4 separate regions of the Zea mays genome follow, and regions 1, 3 and 4 are each linked to region 2. Evidence: chromatin contacts called from public Hi-C data. All regions are on one chromosome and are shown on one strand. Each heading gives the region's core, a stretch centred on a gene start, on an enhancer-like site or on the middle of the called end of the contact. The rest is flanking DNA. Distances are from core to core; before and after follow the strand shown.

Evidence for each region. Hi-C and Micro-C count contacts between places; a contact is called where the count stands out from the background.
Region 1: a Hi-C map of ear shows a contact between it and region 2, with 4 times the contacts expected there. The contact joins the promoter of LOC100383086 here to the promoter of LOC100281974 in region 2. A contact is called at or near these places in 2 of 25 Hi-C or Micro-C datasets (ear and tassel).
Region 3: a Hi-C map of ear shows a contact between it and region 2, with 3 times the contacts expected there. The contact joins the promoter of LOC109941983 here to the promoter of LOC100281974 in region 2. A contact is called at or near these places in 9 of 25 Hi-C or Micro-C datasets (bundle sheath, ear, endosperm and 3 more) and 1 of 3 datasets of contacts at active chromatin or transcription factors (leaf).
Region 4: a contact with region 2 is called in a Hi-C map of leaf, with 10 times the contacts expected there. The contact joins the promoter of LOC100274420 here to the promoter of LOC100281974 in region 2. A contact is called at or near these places in 3 of 25 Hi-C or Micro-C datasets (ear, leaf and tassel).

What each region holds. Positions count from the first base shown.
Region 1 is chr8:18,815,953-18,818,860 of Zm-B73-REFERENCE-NAM-5.0, reverse strand. LOC100383086 reads right to left here and starts at 1,254. Exons shown (of 19, transcript NM_001175757.1): 1 at 1,110-1,254; 2 at 831-1,008; 3 at 41-153. The coding sequence starts at 1,205. LOC103634873 (transcriptional corepressor LEUNIG) reads right to left here. Exons shown (of 18, transcript XM_008657455.4): 17 at 2,778-2,908; 18 at 2,202-2,652. The coding sequence ends at 2,512.
Region 2 is chr8:18,451,826-18,454,964 of Zm-B73-REFERENCE-NAM-5.0, reverse strand. It overlaps LOC100281974, which reads right to left and starts at 1,649. Exons shown (of 7, transcript NM_001154891.1): 1 at 1,527-1,649; 2 at 1,041-1,115; 3 at 1-112. The coding sequence starts at 1,109.
Region 3 is chr8:18,165,312-18,168,497 of Zm-B73-REFERENCE-NAM-5.0, reverse strand. It overlaps LOC109941983 (ABC transporter C family member 3), which reads right to left and starts at 1,834. Exons shown (of 10, transcript XM_020543288.2): 1 at 1-1,834. The coding sequence starts at 1,667.
Region 4 is chr8:17,965,645-17,968,775 of Zm-B73-REFERENCE-NAM-5.0, reverse strand. LOC100274420 (lipase/lipooxygenase, PLAT/LH2) reads right to left here and starts at 1,274. Exons shown (of 1, transcript NM_001148779.1): 1 at 114-1,274. The coding sequence starts at 1,034. The coding sequence ends at 432. It overlaps TRNAP-AGG (transfer RNA proline (anticodon AGG)), which reads right to left and starts at 1,629; the gene lies at 1,558-1,629.

The DNA.
Region 1 (2,908 bases), core at 5-2,504, 360 kb before region 2:
TGTTTTGCTATTTCCATAAAGGGTAAAGACTAAAGTCTACCTTCTCTGGCAAATCAACTGACGGAAATGGAAGACAAATAAAATCAGGTAAGATGACTATTTCAAAAGTTTCATCATATTCTGGTTCTTGATCACCAAAACCTCCTTCCACACCTATCAATTGTGGGAAAATCATTAATATAAACCGAAACTCTCATTGAATACATAGATTTAATGTTAGTGTTTATTAGATCCACATTCTAATATTTGTAAGCCAGGAAACATAGGAATGCACTGTAGTTCAACGAACATCCAGTTCAAGTATGAAATTTCCGATACAGGTATGGAGGACATTATAGTGTACATATACCAATAACAAATAAATGATACAAGAAATTAGGAACCACCCCCATAAGGTCATAACTACTGTAAATTCAAAAGTCCACTGCATTTTTTAATAGTAAACAGCATAGTACCACACCCTGAACTTGCTTACTAAACCGGCTTCAACAACAAAGCAGAAAACATAACATATTCTAGTACTCCAGTAGTATCATCTATCATGGTGACACTGCTACACAATTGACACATTTCATGTGATCCAGATACAATGCAGCCCTCCCTTCTGTTCATCATAGTTCAACCAATAATCATGTAAAACACACACAATTCAGTTACATAGCAGACAATGAAAAGGATTTAAAGCATTGTTGTGCCGCATGATCATCATAAGCTAAGCATACCCATTTACATAACAGATGAACTGTTGGGTTCACTCAAGCTAGGCAGAGCATTAGATAGTTACTGCCTGAACTGTCGGCTTCGATCAAGCTAATAAGAAGAACATGTACCTATAGCGAGGAGGGTGGGCTTCTTAAGCGGGCGATCCGCCTCGTCGGGCTCCGGCTTCCGGCGCTGAACGATGTGGAGGTACACGGGGTTCCCCGTCTTCTCGAAGTTCCACTCCACGTACTCCCTCCCGAACCCCAGGAACGAGACCATGTCCACGTACAGGCCTCCCTCTGACCTCTGCGCCCACGCAAGCAAACAAATCCAAGTCGCCTCAGACCCTAGCCCTAACGAATCGAGTCGGAGTTGAGGAACGGGACGGGGTGGGGCACGGTTGTTACCGGAGTGTCGAAGGAGACGCAGCACTCGTCCTTGTGGATGCGGTTGGTTGGCTCGGGGATCCGGACCTTGTGGAGATGAGAGCGAAGGAGATCCATGTCCGCGGGCGGCGGCGCGCGGCGGGGGAGGGTGGCGTCTAGGGTTTTGTGGGGGCGCAGACGAAGAGAGTAGAGAGAGAGTGAGTGATTATAATGAGGGCGAAGCGAGTTATTAAGTGGGTGTTTGGTTTCTAGGGACTAATATTTAGTCCCATCATTTTATTCCATTTTAGTGTATAAATTGTCAAATATAGAAACTAAAATAGAGTTTTGGTTTCTATATTTAACAATTTTGTAACTTAAATGGAATAAAATGTAAGGACTAAATATTAGTCACTAGAAACCAAACACCCCCTAAAGAGGAAGGTTGTTGTGAGTAAGCTAACGCCTAAATCAAGCTTATGTTTAGACTGCTGCAGCTATATATAATTTATAGAGAGAAAACATTTTATAAACAATATAAGTCGTTTCGAATTAAATCCAAATGATAAATTTGAAACCTTTCAAGAACAATTACAGATCTCTTGCGTTCATGCAAGGGGATAGTTTTTCTTCATTTGAAAATATGCAATTGGCACTCAGTTTGAGGCCTCTTTCGAACAAATTGATTGGTTGATACGTGTTCCTCGGCAGCAGGGAAAACATATGAAATGAGTTGGATGTCCTGCGAAATCCTACGAAATAAAAAAAGAACCTGGTTCCTCACGGGTGTTCACTCATTTTTCTTTAATCCCAGGCGTAGTGACCTACCTTACCTCGAACAAGTCTGCAGACGAAGAAGATGATTCGACGCAGGCATAGCAAACAAGGCCACAGATCTTGAATGACCGGAGGCATAGCTGTTCTTCCTCGTAGAGGAATCGGAACGGCAGATCCGCAGATCTGCTACTCCTACGTGCGAATTAGAATTGAACACGGGAATCTCGTTGCGTTAGCTAGGCATCACGGGCTACAAGGGTTCCTTTCTTCTAAGTTGGGACTGCCGTTATCTTTCTAGCCTTGCATCTTGTCTTGTACGCAACACCACACCACACACGCCACCCACGAGCACAGAAATGTGATCCCTTTCGGAAGCCGAGTTGCAGCAGCAAAAGCTTTCAAGCCATGTCAGATGTCAAGGTAGTGACAGACATTGGATACTTAACATAACCCGTGTTCTAATTTCCTATACAAAAGCTAGGCGCTAAACCCACTTCTTCAGGGTTTTACTGCACGCTACTTCAGCGGACACATGTTCAGTCAGGCGGTCGAGTCACCATCCTAACTCCTGAGCGCTACTGCAATGCAAGCAGATAGCTAATGGTGCCAAAAGGGTTGGGGCGCGTCCACAACCGTACTTAACATGCCAGGGCAGGAAAGTCGAAGCTCATCTCCACAGCTTGACATACTTGTCATGGCCACTCGAAGCAACCAGGCCGGAGCTCGACGATGCCAGGGCCGAGACGAGGCTGTCGTGCGCTGCAACAGTCATGCTCCGGTTCTCGGACATGTCCCACAGCTCCAGAGACTGCACCACCGTTCATTACAGACCCACGAGTAAGAATGTAAGATACATATCCGAGATGGATAGAGCGTGTAGAAAAACCAGTAGTCGCAATCAGTCATGGGAATTGCGCTAAACTAGTAACTTGCCTGGTAACAGCCAATGATAAGCAAGGATGGGTACGTAGGATGGAAAGTGCACGAACTGAACTTTCTCCCGCCGCAGCTAAGCTCGTTCACGAAGCTCTCGTCGTTCAAAGACCACACCTTCACCGTGTCTT
Region 2 (3,139 bases), core at 400-2,899:
TGTCGTGATCAGCAGCTACTCGTGTTGTCACTGAGTCCCCATTTGCATTAGGAGTGCCACTAAGACCTGATGAATAGTTCATAAACTGCTGGATAGCTGGTCGTGACACAGCCTGCGCAAAAAAAGATACATGATACAGGATAAAAATTAGGAGGTAGACACAAACAGAAAAAAATACAGCATACACCACAGTATGCTCAATCTTAAAGTGCGCAAAGTGATAAAGTGATAAACTCATGCACCATGTGTCACACTCACATTCAGGCAAGATAGAAAAAACTTACTCCTTACAAGTTACCTGATGATTCATTATCAGCTAGGGCACAGGTGGCTTAACACATATACTAGAGTTCCCTCATGATTTATATATGCAGCATACATAGAACATGAAGTGGTTGGGTGATTTTTTATCAGCTAGAGGCTAGGGCACTGAAGCAGCTTAACACTTATACTAAGTCGCACCGGATACAAGTTATGTGCAGCAAACAAAGCAAATAGAATGGGTCGATTTTTTTTAAATACAGGTGTAGAAAACTAGAAAGATGCTGCCAGGGATGATATTTACTAGCCCAAAAGCAACTTAGAAGTTAGCATAGTGACAACAGATTACATCTAATGCCAAACAAAAAAAAAGGTTGTGGTCACATACCATCAGTATTCTCATTAGACGGGAACATAGGATGCATTTATCTAAATATATTATTGGACACTGGAAACTGACTGCATGAATCAGGTGTGCTACAGTTCCAGAAACTACAGATATACAGTTGCTCAATTGCCCATTAGAATCTCAGAATAGAGATGACTGTACAGAAATCATGTGAATCCAATTCCAAACCCTGACACAGTGCGCAAAACTCATGTGAATCCAATTCCATACCCCTGATGCACTGTAGTGGGCCAGAAGGAAATAGGTGCGAAATTAGGATCAGCACAACTCCGCCAAACAATCTCATCATGTCATTAGCATTTAGCGATAATCAACAATGACATAAAACCGTTAATTTCACGGAATGGCGGAATGGGTACAAGAGCCTTACAGCTGATGTCGATGCACGGGACGATCTCATAAGTCCCCTCACGAGGGCGGTGGAGAGTGATCTTGCCATGGTACCCTGCAGCGGAAATATACAGCAACAAACACCGCGATTAAGCAAGTGATCCAGCAATCGAACTGAAAATTCAACCAATAAACCCCATTCAGAAATAACAAAACTCGCGCTGCACGGAGGTAAGAACAGAACAAATTGTGCAGGCAGCTAGCCCCAAACCCTAGAGAATGTCTGGTCAGTCTAAACTCAGAAGAGTTCTTCTCTTTTTAAGTGTGGGAGAGTTATTGACAGATAATTTTGTTCACGTCCATCGATAAGGAACCCCCACCCCCACACACTGGTGATGGCGCGGATTATCCCGCCGCCAGACGACTCGACGATACAAGTTGAGGAGGAGGTCGTGTCGTGGTCAGCTGCGAGGAGGAGACACGGGTGCAGTGCACCAAAGAGGTGCGGGACTAGGAGGAAACTAACCGAGACGAGATCGACAACGAGGAAGAGTGGGAGGGGAGGAGGCGCCGCCGCGGACGGGAAACGGCGGCGAGCGGCGGAGGTCGAAGGAGAAGGGGAGTCGGCGAGAACCTGCAGCTGCAACGGAGGAGGCTAATCGGGCCTGTCATTCTACTCTGTAGCGGGCTTAGCATGGCACGGCCCAGTGTAGCCTTTCATCTCTACTCTTTAGAGGGGATGTGGTACAGAAGCCCAATTTGTTGAATCCGGAGATGGCCAGTTTGCTTGTGGAAGAGAATCCGCGGACGGCCCAACTCGGTGATGAGAAATAATCCGACCACTAATGACTGTTTTAGGAGCCACAAAACTAGAGGTGTAAGAGAGGCTAAAACCTTTTTCTTATTAAAAAATTAGATAAAAAAGGATTTTAGACCCTTCAATCTCATTCGGGTTTTCTCTTTCCTAAATTAGTTCTAAGGTAGTGTTTGGTTCCGGGGTATGATAGGATGGAACTGCTCCACTCCTATTTTATAGTTGTTTGAAGTGATTTTATATAGGACAAAGTGGCTCTAAAAAGAAAAATTATGTTAAAATATTGAACCATACCCCTAATCTCCCAAACCGAATTGTTCTCTGGGATGGAGCGGCTCTATCTCAACTGGCTCCATAACCAAAGCACTGCCTGAGGACCGTTTGTTTACCTTAATTCAGTTTAAATAAGTTAAGAGACAAACAAACAACACAATTAATTCAGTTTAAATAAATCAATAGATAAACAAACAACACAAATTATTAGGTGAATTATATAATCTAGATACCTAGATTATGATAATCCACAAGGCTATCTCCAACAGCTTATTCATCCCTGTACCTATATTGAAACTACACCCTACGAATATTGCAGTCTACAGTACAAAAACAATGTTTTAGATAACCATATGGGTGAATTGTTGAACACTGTCTAAGAAGGTCATTAGGTTCGTGTATAATCTATAAGCTAGATTATATAATCCTAGAAGGAAAACATGGCCTAAGTGTTTAAACACAACTGAGCTGTGGATACATTTTAGTTGCTCACCTTTCAATACTTCGCTACCGAATTATTGGACTATATATTAATAGTCTCACTACTATATGCATATATACTAGTTATATACCATGCATTGCTACGGTTTCTATTTATACTTGAGAATACGCGTGTGTCATGTTGGCTAGATAGGTATGAATATGGGTTTAGAACTAATAATTATAGTTTGAATCCCACTTATACATAATTTTTCCTTTTTACAATTTAAATGTGACAGACACGAAGAGATTCAGAATCCCTCAATTGATTTGGAATTTTACAAATATCGCCAACTTGATTTGTGTATATCTGATGTAATGTCGAGGTACATATTTTATGTTAAGAGCATCCTCAACGTTCTTTCGTAAATCATAATGATATACATTATTTTACTTCTAGTTACCAAACTTTGGATACGCTCATAAATTGCAAACTTTAAACATATATAACCTTTTATTTCTAGCAATCTGAATGTGTTTCCCTCCCCTAGTTCCTCGACAACCGTGGAACCTTAGGATTCAGATGCATTGAGATGCAAGAACATAGAAACTGGACTTAACAGGTCTGGAGC
Region 3 (3,186 bases), core at 585-3,084, 290 kb after region 2:
ACAAAGGTAACCAAAGTCGATGTGTAGAGGTATTTCTTTAGCCAATTTGTCTCTGTCTTCCTCAGCTCAATGATCTTGGACAAGAACTTCATCTCCCACCCCTGCAGTTTCAGAATCCGCATGTTGCGCAGGATCTCGGACGTTGCCTTCATCCTGACATCCTTGCAGTCCATGAGCTTCTGCTGGAACTTCTCCTGCATCCGCCCAGGAGGCACATTGGCAAGCATGACGACCACGGTGGCGCCAAGTGCGGCGAGCGAAGCAAGCCCGAGGGTGGAGTACAGAATGAACAACGCCATGCCGACTTGCAGCGGTACCAGCCAGAGGTCGTGCATGTACCATGAGAAGATCCCGACGCGGTCGGCGTCGACGCTGATGATGTTGATCATCTCGCCGCTCGTGCGGCTCTGCCTCGACTGGCTTGACAACGCGATGCCCTTCTGGTACACGACGGCAACAAGCGCGGAACGCGCGCGTATCCCCGCCTGCTGCAGCCGGAAGAACCAGTGGCGCTGCGACACGCACTCGAACACCTTGGCGACAATGAACGCGAGGACAAGGAGCTGCCCCTTGCTCGCATACCTCTCGTCGCCGTTGAGGTACTGCACCAGGGAGTCGATGAGGTACGGGCCGACGTAGGTGGCGACATTGTAGACCAGCGCGTAGAACGCGGTCACCGCGACGTGCCACCACACGGTGCGCAACAGGGCCTTAGTGAGCTTGAACGCCGTGACGGCCTTCCGGCCAGAGCCGGAGACGTCGCCGGCCACCGCCTCTAGGTTGACCTTGAACATCGGGAGCAGGCTGGAGATGCTGTCGCCGGGGTCGAGCCCCGGGACGTCGTCCAGGCCGAGGGTCTTCTTGTGGCCGACCGCGAGAAGGGGGCCCATCCACGAGAAGGTGAGCAAGCTGAAAAAGCCGGCGCCGGTGAACCTGGACGCCTCGGCGTCGCCGCGGCCGCTACCGTCGGCAGACTCATGCGTGCCGTTGAGCAGAGGCTCCTCGGCCGCAGAGCCGCCTCCCTCCCTCCGGCCTACGAGCCCAGCGCAGAGCAGAACCACGGCAGCAGCAACCGAGACGGCGTCGAACGCCCACGAGAGCGCCGGTACCAGGAGCCCGTCGAGCCTGGTCGCCACGTGGTCGGCCACCGCCAGGAGGGAGAGCAGGAGGAAGAACGCCCACCAGAGCCTGAGAGGCGCCGGGAACCGCCCCTCGCGCCGCTGCCCGAAGTCGAACTGCAGGTACGCAGCGAGCAGCAGCCACGCCACCGCGCGCGCGGCCGCGTCCGCGAGGCCCACCGCCGTTTCACGCGACCACCCGGCGCTGCTGCCCAGGTAGCACGAGTAGGCCGCGAGCAGGACCTCGGCCGCCGCCACGGCCCACGTGGCGCAGACCGCGACGACGCGGCACCGGAACTGGCCCCCGCCGCGGGGGCCGCATCCGCGCGCCTCCCCGTCCTTGGCGCGGCCGGCGCCGGAGAGGCCGCAGCGGTGAAACAGGAACCGCCCCGCGACGGCGAGCGCGAGGAGGACGTGGACCGCGGCGCCCACGCCGTGGAGGATGAGCGGCTCCAGGGGGAAGAGAGAGTAGAGGAGGGGGCCCTCGCGCGCCGGTGTCGCCGCCATCGCGAGCGCCGCGTGAGGCGGCGCGGCCGTGGACGCGGGCATCTGGCGTCGGGTGTGGCTTGGGTGAGTGAGGAGGGACGGGCGAGTATGGGTTTATATAGGCGAGACGTCGCCGCGGGCCGCGGGCGTCAGCGGCCCCAAACCCTCCTCACGGCGACGCCCCGCGGTGGCGGTCAAAGACGGCTGCCGCGCGCGCCTCTGGGCTCCTTGGAGTCCAAGGAACCGTCCCCCTCCGTCTCCCCAGTCCCCGTCGCACACCCCAACCCCGCAGGCCGGCACCCCGCGCGAAAAAACCGAACGGCGCCGCGTGCCTGACCGCATCGGCTGTGGGCACTGGGCAGTAAACCTCCTACGGCGTCACGACGTGGCGCGGTTGTGCGCTGCTAGCTGTTAACAGAGTGCGGTAAGAATCGTTAATTACGCCGATGCGTGCGTTTTGTTTACGAGGAACGGAGGGCTTTTGGATTTGTTGCTGCACGGCTCCCGGCCAGAGAGATCTTCTGCGCGCTTCTCCGCGGAAGGTAGCGCCATGGCCGAGAGGGCAGTTGACGGGACGGGATCAACTGCAGGCATTGCCTACGGGAAAACTACTTGCAGCGCTAACCTACTAAATTAACGTATGCACATTACGTCGTGTTTAGAACCATTATAGTCTACTGACTTAAACATTTTATAAAGAACCCTTGACAGCCTGCAGATTTGGTTGGTGAGACTGCACTAGATTAAGAATTCGAATGAACATGAGTTAATTTTAGAATGTTAGAACTGTAGATAGTTTTACGCTTGATATGTTGGGCATGTTTGTTCACTTTTATTTTCTGAGAATCTGTTTGTGGAAAGAGCCTGGTTATGAAGATAACTTAAGTATAATGGAGATTACGTGCGGAGAAAGATAAAATAATCAATAGGGTTTACGATCTACAAAAGTGATGGTTTCTTACTATCGCAACGACGCGACCGATTTTGTGTTCACGTTGATTTTTAACAGTTTTAACTACAGTGTTTTCTATAGAAGCATACAAAAAGTTGAGTATTTGACAGTCTGCAGCAGTTTCTGATGGTCAGAAACTAAAACAATACGGTGGACTCCAACAACGCTCCCTTCCCCCTGTCGGCTCTGAGGTGCCCCGGCTGGCCAGCTCCAACGGTGCCCCCCTCGGGAGAATTCCCCCTTGGAGAAGCGGAGCTCTAGTGTGTGTTGTTTGAATGTACAAGCAGGGATGGAATGAGGCTAACCACATTTTCTATAGTGTTTTGATGAGAGTCGGGTAAACACCGGAGTAATTTTTTGTGACAACGTGATTCCAAAAAATTGAGAGGATGATGCCCCTGTTTGTTTGGGCTTTTTCCAGCTTCTTGCCACCAAAAGCTGCTGCAGATCGCCAAACGTCCCAGCTTTTCAGCCAGCTTCTATAAAAATCGTTTTGGTAAAAACCGTTCAAAATCAATATGAACACAAAATCGGTCGAATCGTCATGATAGTAGGAATCTGTTGCTTTCTAGATCCTGAACTCTTTGGACCACTTCATCTTCCTCCGCACGTAATCCACACAATACTCAG
Region 4 (3,131 bases), core at 25-2,524, 490 kb after region 2:
ATGGAATGTTTTGATACACTCGTAGACAGCAAAAGGAAGGCAGCTAATCAGACCGGGCATACAGTGTGGGATCGTTGTCGAATTGGCAACAGGGCCCTGATGAGAGGCGAACTAGAAAAAAACAACTCACAGATTGGATCGGTTTTTATTGCTAGCGTTGCATAGAAAATCCTTTGAGGACTCATATTTTCTTTTTCAGACATACGTACTACTTTTTATTATGCGTGGCACGTACTACACGTAACGCAAATAGACCAAATAGAGAAGCTATTACTACTAGCAGCCACCCGAAATGAATACTCCACTTGCACAGAAAGAGACGCCGTGCCCCAGCAATCATCGCTTGACACGGCAGCAGGACCGCGCGCCACGAGTGGCGCTCTGCTACCTCGCCCTGTCGCCCAGAGACCGGCGGCGTCCGCGTCCGTCCGTCACAGCGTCCGCGCCGCGGCACCATGCTCGGCAGAGGCGCCGGCCCCGGCCTTGACGCAGCGGTCGAAGCCGTACCAGACGCCGTCGGGGAGCGGGTCGCCGTAGTAGAAGGTGGAGGGCGCGCCGGACGCCGGCTCGTACACCCTGACCCACTCGGGCGTCCACCCGGCCGCGCGGCCCGACCGGCGCAGGTAGAGGTAGCAGACGCCGTAGCCGCAGGGCCCGGCGACGCGGAACGTGTCCGTGGCGCAGCGCTCGAACCCGCGCCGCGGCGTCACCGTCGCCGCGTACACCTCGTTGCGGTACGCGTCCCCGAACGCGAGGCTCACCGCGTCCGCGGAGCTCCGCGGGGACGCGCAGCTCGTCTTGATCTGCACCGTGTACGTGCACGCGCGCCGCGCCACGGCGGCACCATCGGCGGCGGTGCCGTGAGGCTCGGACGCCTCGCCTCCCGCCGCCGCACCCGCAGCAGCAGCAGCAGCTTCCTGCGGGAGCGGATGGGACGAGGCGAGGAGGGACAGGTGCGGGAATGAGACGACGGAGAGGGCGGCGGCGAGCGCCAGCAGGGCGACCCGCTGCGGTGGTACGGCGCCGGAGGCCATGGGCTGGGCTGGCTTCGCCGGATCGAGGCGCTGGCGGTTGACTCCGAGACTCCGAGTGGCGAGCGAGGCCGGACTGGGAGACGGAGAGGGGAGGAGGTGGTTGGTTGGTTGCTCTTGCTCCGGACTTGACACGGGCAGCACGCAGCAGCAGCTAAAACCTCGAGGTGAGCAGCGTTGAGATAATGAGATGCCATGTCACCTGATCTGATGCTGTTTTTTTTTTCATTTTGGAAAACGTCTGATGATCGGGTCTGCCCAAGTATACACTATGAAAATTTGTTTATAGCTGGCCCGCCCGTCCGCATCAACCATGAACACCACCAACTGCATTGATTATTTGGGATGCCCTGCCATGTCAAATGCACAAGTGGCTCTCAATGATCCACGAGCTACGGAGTCGCCTTCTTCGTCGTGCATCACAGATTCACAGCATCAGTGGCAGTACGCCAGTTACAGCCCCACGAGAGTCACGTGGTAAACAAAAAAAATGGTAAAATAAAATTTATGAAAAAGATTTAAAAACGGGGCATTCCGAGAATTGAACTCGGGACCTCTCGCACCCTAAGCGAGAATCATACCACTAGACCAAATGCCCTTTGATGTTTTATCTACATACTAACGTACATTTAATCCTATAATAATTGCTAAAAAGAACTTTAGATTAATCTCAGACGATGCTCATTGTATGGTTTGTTACAGTTTCTGTGTGCATGCTTTACGCCTTTTATTCCAAGAATAAAAATCTGTTAGACAAAATCACAAATGTGAAAACAATCTGGTTTATGTTGGCACAAGGATAATCAATAATCGTTTGTACAGTCACACAAGGACAAAATTGATAACGAATCATAGAAGTAACAATTTAATTGTGCTAGCTCGTGATATAAGAGTATTGCGTGAAACCTTCTTAAAGCTTAGCTACCTAGTATAAAATTCACGCACCTGTAATAGAGAAGTGGCCGAATATATATGTGAACGAAATGAATACCCCACGGATTGCATGCCACTTAGAGTTAGTTTGACAATCTCATTTTCTTAAAAAAAATAGTTTAGTTATCTAAATAATCTTTTGAAAAAATAGAGGTCCCAAACTAATCCTTACATGATTCTCAGTCGTAAGTCATCATGTTTGTCATATTTTTTGCCACATTAGTTTAAGACTAGATGGTCGAATGTCTACCACGACTTTGTAAGTCTAAAAAAACTTGCCACGCTCATATATATATATATATATTCTATATTATATTTAAAACACCAGTTTCAACGGTCGTCGTGCGTCATTTTTTTACAAAAAAAACCCTATTCTTATTCCATCCAACCTGTCGCACGTGTGTGTCACCATTTTACAAAAAAAAACCCCTCCATCCCTGCAGACCCATGTTCCCGCGGCCGCCATCCCCGTTCTCATAGCCGCCGACCTCGCAACATCCGCCGACTCCGCGCGCAGCTCCATCCCTGCAGACCCACGTTCCCGCATCCGCCGACCTCACAAGACCCACCGATCCCGCAGCATCCGCCGATCCACCGATCCGCTGACCCCACGGCCGCCATCCCCATTCTCGCAGCCACCGACCTCGCAACATCCGCCGACTCCGCGCGCAACCGCCATCCCCGCCGACTCCGCGCGCTATTCCCGTAACATCCGTCGAATCCGCCGATCCCCGCTGACCCCGCAGCCGCAGCCGCCATCCCCGCCGACTCCGCGCGCTGTTCCCGGAAACCATCGCGAACCCGCGCGTGCCGTCCCCGGAACCATCCCCGAACCCAGCCATCCGGGTCTGAGATGCAACCCTTGTGCCGCCGGACTCCCAACAACCTCCGTGCATGCCGCTGGTCACCCCAACCCAACCGCCCCCGGATCTGCCCCTCTCCTATATCAATGGTTTCATCCCCACCCATCCTCTTCCAATTTGGCTGCTGGCTGCTCGCGGCGATTCCCTGCGGCTTTGCGACGGAACTGCTCGAGATAAAGTCCAAAGAGTCGTCCCTCCACGTGCTGCTTCTTGCTGGGAACCCAGGTCCGTGTGTTACATGTTCTTCCATGCATGTGTATAGATTATTCTAGCATGATTTGTATGGAATCAAGAATATAAAACT